Regions from separate parts of the Drosophila melanogaster genome. Here region 2 is linked to region 1. Evidence: chromatin contacts called from public Hi-C data. All regions are on one chromosome and are shown on one strand. The core of a region is the stretch at or near the end of the contact, and the rest is flanking DNA. Distances in the headings are between cores, read along the strand shown.

The links. Hi-C and Micro-C count contacts between places; a contact is called where the count stands out from the background.
Region 2: a Hi-C map of the Kc167 cell line shows a contact between it and region 1, with 1.6 times the contacts expected there. A contact is called at or near these places in 36 of 107 Hi-C or Micro-C datasets (the D17-c3 cell line, the Kc167 cell line, the OSC cell line and 13 more) and 1 of 7 datasets of targeted methods (the Kc167 cell line).

The regions. Positions count from the first base shown.
Region 1 is chr3L:1,368,673-1,372,785 of dm6, forward strand. ru (roughoid) reads left to right here and starts at 1,956. Exons shown (of 4, transcript NM_080051.3): 1 at 1,956-2,208. All of the region lies in intron 3 of Ptp61F (Protein tyrosine phosphatase 61F), which reads right to left.
Region 2 is chr3L:1,435,765-1,439,877 of dm6, forward strand. SA2 (Stromalin 2) reads right to left here and starts at 2,108. Exons shown (of 6, transcript NM_138265.3): 1 at 1,794-2,108; 2 at 1,440-1,743; 3 at 1,177-1,375; 4 at 1-1,111. The coding sequence starts at 1,879. The region is part of intron 3 of Ptp61F (Protein tyrosine phosphatase 61F); the gene reads right to left.

The DNA.
Region 1 (4,113 bases), core at 706-3,205:
TCTTTTGTTATTTTTGTGATTTTTTATTTTTGCTTTGCGCAATATTTTCACCTTGTTTTTTGTGTGTATTATTTTTGGCTTTTATGATTTTTTCTTTGTTTTCGTTTCATTTTCTTCATTTTTTTTTGTGCAATTAAACACGTTGAAGAAAATATAAAAAAATAAATGGGCAAGAGTGAAAATGAGCGAGGAAAAAAATATACAAAACACGAAAAAAATGACAGCTTAAAAAATTGTCTTTTTAGCCCATGCAATTTTTATGGGCAAATGTTTATCCTGTGTTTTCTATTTTACGACTGCGCGTAATGGAATTGAATTGAAAGTGTTTTCTTTGGTCGCGCTGGAAAAACATTTGCGGCACAAGATATTAATTATAAGCTTTTTAGTCGTTGCTAGTATTTAGTGCTAACTTTTAAACCAAAGCATTTGGTGCCTTTTTAATTTATTATCGAGCTACCTTCTTCATATTAACTATCTAGTAATGTGGAAGAAACTTTAATCTTAGTTTTAGTTATTTTATAGTAACTAGCTTGCATTTAATTCAAATTGCAAACAGCACCCCTATATTATATTAACAGTTATCCTCTTGGCACCCTTAATTTCATAAAAAAAGGGGGTCCATAGACCCTATTCAACTGCCACCTTATTCATCTTGAAGTCAATTCAAATCCAATCTGCGCGATTCGAGGTGGTATTCGCAGGGCGAGCGAGCGAGATAGCTGCTGTGTGGGAGTGAGAGGGGGCTAGGGCGGTACAAAGGGTCGGGCAGCGCCCTCATCAGCTGTCAGCGGCAGCAGAATGAGGCCCATTTGATGAAGATGTTTCTGCAATTGTTAAGTGTATCTGGGCCCTTTCGATGTTTGCTGTTTGCTATTTGCTATTTGAGCTGGGAAATGGAAGGAGGCCACAACACATCAAAATTATACTCGATATGTTAACAAGTTCAGATACAAAAGAGATGACTGGTCCCAAGAGATGCCAGAGATAGCCCACATAAATAAGTATCTCGTGGCTGGTGGTAGCTCGTATCTCGTGTCTTGTATCTTGTATCTCGTGTCTTGTATCTGATGGATGCACCTATTGACACCCAATAAACAAGGCGAAAACAGCAGCTGCGACCGAAGTGCTTTGATTTATTTATCAGGGGCAAGAAATCAACGTTGGGTGTTTTTTTTATCAAATCTATCTAATTATACATAAACTTTTACTTTTTTACAGTACCAAGATCAGTTTGCAAACGAAAAAACATTGGCCAGATATAATTTGAGGCATAAGCCTCGCTTTTTTTGTTTCCCCCAATTGTTTCACATTTGGTAATGCAATAATTGAGTTAATTAGCCAAAAAGGGAAAACACTGTTTCACAAATGGATTAAGGGGACAAAGATGCTAACTTAATAAGTGACTTGTTAATTATCCGTCGGCGGCTGCATCTGCAACTGTCTCCCTCTCGCTCTCCGTCTCTCCACTTTCTCTGTCGCACCTGCAGCTGCCGGTAAAAGCCAGCTGGCTCCTGGCTATCCCTCTCCCTTTCACTCGTTCGCCCCATCTCACTTCCTCACGTGACTCCTTTGCGTGTACCGTTCACCGGATGGTGGCCAAAAAAAGCAAAAAGCCACGACAAAGGAAAACTTGGCAACGCGTTCGAACCTCGAACATGTTTGCTGCACCTGGCTTTATTGTTCAAAAGGGTGGCTTAAAAGGGGGAGGCGGTTTGCAGGGGGGGGGGGGGGTTTCTTACCTTGGCCAGCAAGAGCCGGCTTTTCGAAAGGGGTGCAAAATGGAAAAAAAGCACACACACACAAACACACGCACAACTAACACAGCGGACTGTGCACATGTAAACCCTCCGGTAAGGAGGCTCTACCCCTTTCGGTTTTTGGCCAGGCCGGCACTTTGCGAATCTATAAAAGTATCGGGCCGCATAAAAAACGAGCTCAGTTGTGAACGGTACTTTGTAACGGCAACCGGCGGCAGCACGCGCAACTAACGGTTCACTGGAAAAGTAGAGAAAAACCACCGAGGAAAAACTTAGTGGAAAAGCACCGAACATTCGTACCGTTCGTAGCATTTACTGCTCGGATCGACTGCCGCAGTAACTTGTCGCTCATCCTCGAAAGAAATAAAAAATAGAAGCTGCAACCAGTTCACATAATCCTGCCCCCCCCGGATGGCCTGCACAAGAGTCAACCATTTCATCACCCCCCTCGGTAAGTCATAACACCCCCCGCCTAGGATTCCCACTCTCAATCCCCCATCTATTCCATATCTCACCCACGGAGATCCCGGCAAAACCCCCCAAAAAAATAAATCCATCGGCTTAAAACTTGGCAAAACTCAGCTCCAAACTCAACCATGCTGAGCTGAACGTATTTGACTAGAGCGAGCACTGCAAAAAATAAAGGTGTACTTCATGGTGCGAAAAATTATCGCACTGAATATATAATATTCTCTTTTACTGCCGTTAATATCCATCCTCTATTTATAACAGAAACCAATCTTATTAGTTAGCCATCGCAGTTTTTGTTTTCAGTGCATGTAAATCTGCATCTGTCAGTGCGGCAGCAGCTTCAGCATCAGTATCTCTGTCTGCTTTGTATCTTTTGGGTTGTAAAAACATCTGTGCTTGTCGTTCGGCATCCGTATTTGCTGCCGTTTGCAACGGGCCAACTGCAATGCTACCAACCACTCCCACCCACCCAGCCAGCCACCAGTCGCACATTGCGTATACGCAACGTGGAGCGCGGATTTAACTAAAAACCGTTTGCGCCCGAGCTGTCAGCAAATGGCAAGCACTTTCCGTTGAAATCTCCCCCGGGTCACCCGGTTTTTATATATATATGTATGTGTGGGCTGCCCTGCTCCATTTTCGATATCTTTTGTGGGATCTCGGACAAGTGCTACTTCTGGCCAACTTCTGGCCAGAACTTCTTGGCCAGCTAGCTACTGGTTGGTTGGCTATTCGATTTCCATTGTCTCTTTTCGAATGGAAACCCATGTGCGTGTAGGCAGGAGTGGCCAACGATCGATGGAGAGGGTCTGTCTGTGCGTGTGGGCGGTCCTCGGAGCTCCCAGTTTGGCCATCCATCTTGCCACCAAACCCACCAAGTTCGTGTGTCTCCAGGGCGAGAAGACGCCACATTTGGCTCACTTTTGTTTACACTTTGATTTATTTACGCAGCCTCGAAAAGTATTTCATTCAATCGCAACGATGCGAATTTTATTCACTTTCCGAAATTTTTCTATTCTCGTGAAACTTTTGCTAAACATAAAAGTGCCAAAGTCTCGAAATCGAAATGGAAATCAAAACCAAGATCCGTTTCAGATGCACAAATCATGGACAAAATGACAGGGGAGTTGGGGCTGCCTTGGGCTTTTGTCACTGGTGAAGTTTTTGTCGAGTGCATGAAAATACGAAAAAATTAATGCGTTGGCTATTCTTGAAAAAATCATACGCAATGCATTTTAATTTTTCGTGTCTCTTGTTCGTTTTTTGTTTGTAAATATATAGTTTTTAAATGTGTCAAGTTTGCTTTTATACGCGTCAGAGTGAGAGAGGCAACGCCGAAAATAAAAACAATATAGCGAAACAAACAAAAAAAAAAAATGAAAAAAAGTCGAAAAAAGACCCAAAGACCTGATTTCAGGGTGGCTTAGTTTTGTTTACCCATTTTCGGGCCACTTTTCTTTTACTAACGTGTGCAGAAGTGAAAAAGTTTTAAAGATATATGGTAAAAAAAAGTTTCCCAAGTCATATTTGTATCAAAGGAAAGCTGTGAATTAAAATTACTATCCAAGTTGTAAGACTTTAATTACCATTTGCTTCCGTTTGCTGAACTAAATTTGGCCAAAACTTCTGACTGCTATTAAATTCAGCAACTGATTTGTGTCGTTCTCCCCCATTTTCCAGCGCAGAAGTCAACAGTTTATAGTGTTTAATCATTCTTAAGCTGTCTCCACCTCCGCACCACCCCTTCACCCCTTCACCCCTTCACCGCTCTTCCCTTTTGGATCACCTTTGACCTTCATTAGTGTCAGACCCTCTCGCATTCGCATTAATCTAGGCAGACATTTCAAGTTGAGCTGTTGCAAGACAATGGCTCAAGCAGTTTTGT
Region 2 (4,113 bases), core at 858-3,357, 67 kb after region 1:
CTGTTGAGCAATTGCTTAGTTAGCGGAATGGGAATCATGCGGTTTAGAAACTCCAGAGTTTTCACTGTGATTTGCAGCACAGTGGTGCTGCTTGTCTGATCGAATATTATGAGCTCAAAATGCTCAACCAGTTCATTAAGCTGCCCCATTCTATTCTGCTCATGGTAGTAATCGAAGCAGAAGTATTTCGGTAGTTCCAGAAGTCTCTCTATATCTTGCAAACGATTGGCGTACGTTCGAAGAAGTTCGGGCAGAACGGGTGCCAAGCACTTGGTGGCCCTCTCTTGGGCGCCCTGCCTCGGCTCCCTTTTTAGATCCTTGGTATATCTTCCGGGCGGTATCTCGCCAGCGGTGGCTTGCTTCACTCCTGCCAAAAGGATTGCAATCAATGAGGAGCAATGAATGTCGCTAAGTTCGCGGGATTTAGGATTCTCCAGCAGCACCGCTATCATGGACTTCCAGTCCAGAACCAATTCGCAGTTGTCGATTAAGGAGTCCACCAAATAGTCAGCCTGTTCGTGTCCACACTCAATGAATAACTGCAGAAGATGCTTTACTCTTTGGCAAAATGTTTCGCCATCCAACCCGTTTCTTCGCAATATAAACAGATCTGCGGCTGCTTGAGCCAAACCCCGATTCGCGGCCATTATTAGCTGCTCCAGCACCCGGCAAACGTCGTCAGTTAGAATTTCTGCGGACAGTACATGGAAATGGGTAAGGAACTGCACGGATTTCTCAGCTATTGCATCCTCCTTGCCCAAGCAAAGTTCAACTAAGATCTCCCGGAATTCACTGGTTAATGCCACAATCTCCGAGAAAAGGACATCCTTGCGGCACAGAACGGATATATTATCCAAGCTGCACTGAATCACATCACCAGAGCCATCATTTAAAGCTTCGTAGAAAATACGAAGGCTAGTTGGCTGAAGATGGCAATGTGGATATCTGGCGAACCACTGGCCAAGTTCGGAGATACAAAGGAGACGTATGTCGGTCACTATGTCCCGGCTGCGAGCTACGAACATGCTGTTGAACATTTGCATCCAAACGGTCATCGCTATTTCATCGTCTAAGGATTTCAAATCGCTTAATATGGTCATTATTTTCAAACCTAGAAATGTTCATAAACTTATATTATTTGCACGTTAAGTTTTGGTATCAGTTTTGGTTTCTCACCTATCATGGTGGCGGTATGGCGAAAAGTACGAATATTAGACTCCGAGCAGGCCATCACAAAATTCGTCAACTGGACCAGAAACAATTGGTAAGAGTCCGAGCGAAATTTATTGGCGACCAGCAGCAGAGCATTCAAAAAGCTGCCCACCTGGTTCACAAAGACATCGGCGGGCTTCCTAATCAGAGGATATATGTGGGTCTGAAAGTGGGGCGGGCAGGTAAAAATGATATCCCTATAACGCTGATTTATGTATCCCACTTACATTGGAAAAATGCGATGAGCTGTTGGAGAGGATGTCACTGTAGCTGAATGGCATTGAAGTATCATCTGGAATCTGATAATGACTTCCACTAACCTCCACCACAAACTGCAAGAGAGCAACCAAGGCTGCTGTGGGGCTGTCCAAGTAAAATTCACCCCAATATTTGGCCACGCTCTCAATGTGGCTATTACGTTTATTTGTAGGGCTTAAACGTTTTCTGGAGAGGATCATTTGCAGCAACGACTTATTCGTCGCATCACCGACTGTCCCATCGACACAGACTGGCTCATCATTTGGGGCAATGCTAAATTTTTCACTTCAATGACTTGCAACAGTTATCGACTTTTGACTTACCTGCACTCTTCACGTATCTCAAAATCCATCTGATTAGAAGCTTGAGAGTCATTCAGAACAGCGTCATCAAAAGATATATCACTCATTTTCACGCACAAATTAAAAGAGTAAAAATATGCTAGCACATTCGCGTGGCACACAATTCGGAAAAAAGGAAACTCGGTGCTGCCAACTTCGCCAATTAAGTGACAGAAAACGAACCATTAACCAATGAACCACAACTGACATAAAGCGAACTTTTGAAATTTGAGGTTATATTCAGGGCTGCAAACAATTCTAAAAATTAAACTTAAAAATTATAAAACCTAACTGAAAAGTCACAAGATACATACACCAATGCGCCAATTCAGTTTTTCAGATATAAATTCAGATATAGTTTCTTAAAAATCAATACAACACGTGTTTTTTGTCTTGTCGACTAAATTACATTTTTTAACCATTTTTTTTTTGTTGGGACACGAATAAATTAAAAACAGGATGTCAACATCTTACTCAGCTGTGAGGGTAATTTTCCAGTAAACTCAAAATAATTTGTACAACCCAAGAAAAAACTTGTTAAATTTCTAGCCTGCTTGCAGTTTTCCCACATCCACCGCAAAATAATGAAATCCGAGGCAAATAAAGCCGCCGAGATTCCCATACTTGGATCGAGATCAGGTCAGGTAGCCGATCTTTGAGGGCACAAAACAATTAGCCTGGCCCACAGAACGATACACAAAAACACTGAGCAAATTGGGCAGCCACTTGCTCGACCTCAAAGCGAAAGCGCCGCCAATTGAAACGGACTAACAAGGACCTCATAATCATGCCCATGCCCATCTGATCCGTTCCGTTCCGATCCGATCCGATCCGAGCCAGAAATAAACACAAATATTGACGTTGCCTATCGCACGCGATCTCCGCTCCTCCTTCCCACAAATATACTCATATATTTGTATACATATATGCCCAAAGATCAGAGATCAGAGGACCCGACCGCTGACCAATTCGGGATGACTTGGCAAGTTGGCAGCAACTCGGAATTATTTCAATCTACGCTGATGACGCGGCTCCTTTTGGGCGGTGGCACGATAAAAAGCTGGCGATAACGTGCCTTGATCCTCAGCGGTTTAGGTGGGAATATACCCTGTAAATCTTACTTTGACTAGCTGCATGATTTGAAAGCTTACCATATACACCCTAAAGACAATTGACTATATGAAACTAATGGGAACACTTTAGTCTACACCCTAGAAATCCAACTTGTTTTACCCATAAAGCTGGGCATTCCTGGAATTTCAAATCCGCCCAAAGTCCAAACAAATATTGACGTTCGAGATTGAAAATTGGCGCACTCCAAGTAGACGGCCACGGCAGCTGGCATTGATTGAATGATCAATCGAGATCGAGGAGATTGCCACTTCGATTTTGAACCCGAATCCGGGCAGCGGCGATTCCAGCTGCCGCTGCGTAATTGGAGTCCACCTACGGTCAGTCAGAGGCAACTACCATTTTTCGGCCCGCCGGTTGTATGCCAATCTCATCTCATTTCATATTCAAAACGATTCCTTTTGTCCATTGTTTGATTGCCCGAAATCTGACCTTCACCCTGTGCATCCATTGTTGCCGTTTTGCCAGTTTGCCAGTTTGCCATTTTTGCCATTTGCCAGGCTGACGGGGAATTAGCCGCTGTCCATTCAGCGGCAGCTGCTGTGGCGCTCGGGCTCGTGCTCCGAATCCTTGGATACCCCCGCTCCTTTGACTCCTGAATCGCTCATAGGAATCTCACCTGCCATGGGACGCCAGGTCCATCAAATTAAATTTGGAATTTTCAGGCATACGAATACCTTTGCAGTCTTTGTGAATAAGAAATTCTAGCTTGAAAAGTAATATCCTCCTCCATTCACAAATTTCCTGATAAGATTTAAGAGTCTCCTTGGCATCCTATTTTAAAGGTGGCTCCACAATAGACCCCACTTTTCCCCGCCTAATTGACAGTAAAATTGCACTATGCCTGCCTCCTGCTTTCGCCACTTTGTGGAAACTTTCGAGCGAAATTTGCAACAAAATAGGAGCAAGTAGGCAGATGAAAATCTAGCCAAGGATGAAGTTCTGCCTGGCGGGATAAAAGGGAAAAGAGTGCAAAAATTGCCTCAGGTTTTAGCCAATAATCGATGTTGAAGGTATAATGAAAAGTCTCTTTTAGCAAACATCTTTAGTTGTATTTTAAATAATATTTATAGTTCACTTGCATTCAAGAAAACCTTTATTGATGAACCTTCATCCGAATACGACATAAAACGTTAAATGAATAATTGAACTGTTTGAGGCATTATAATTC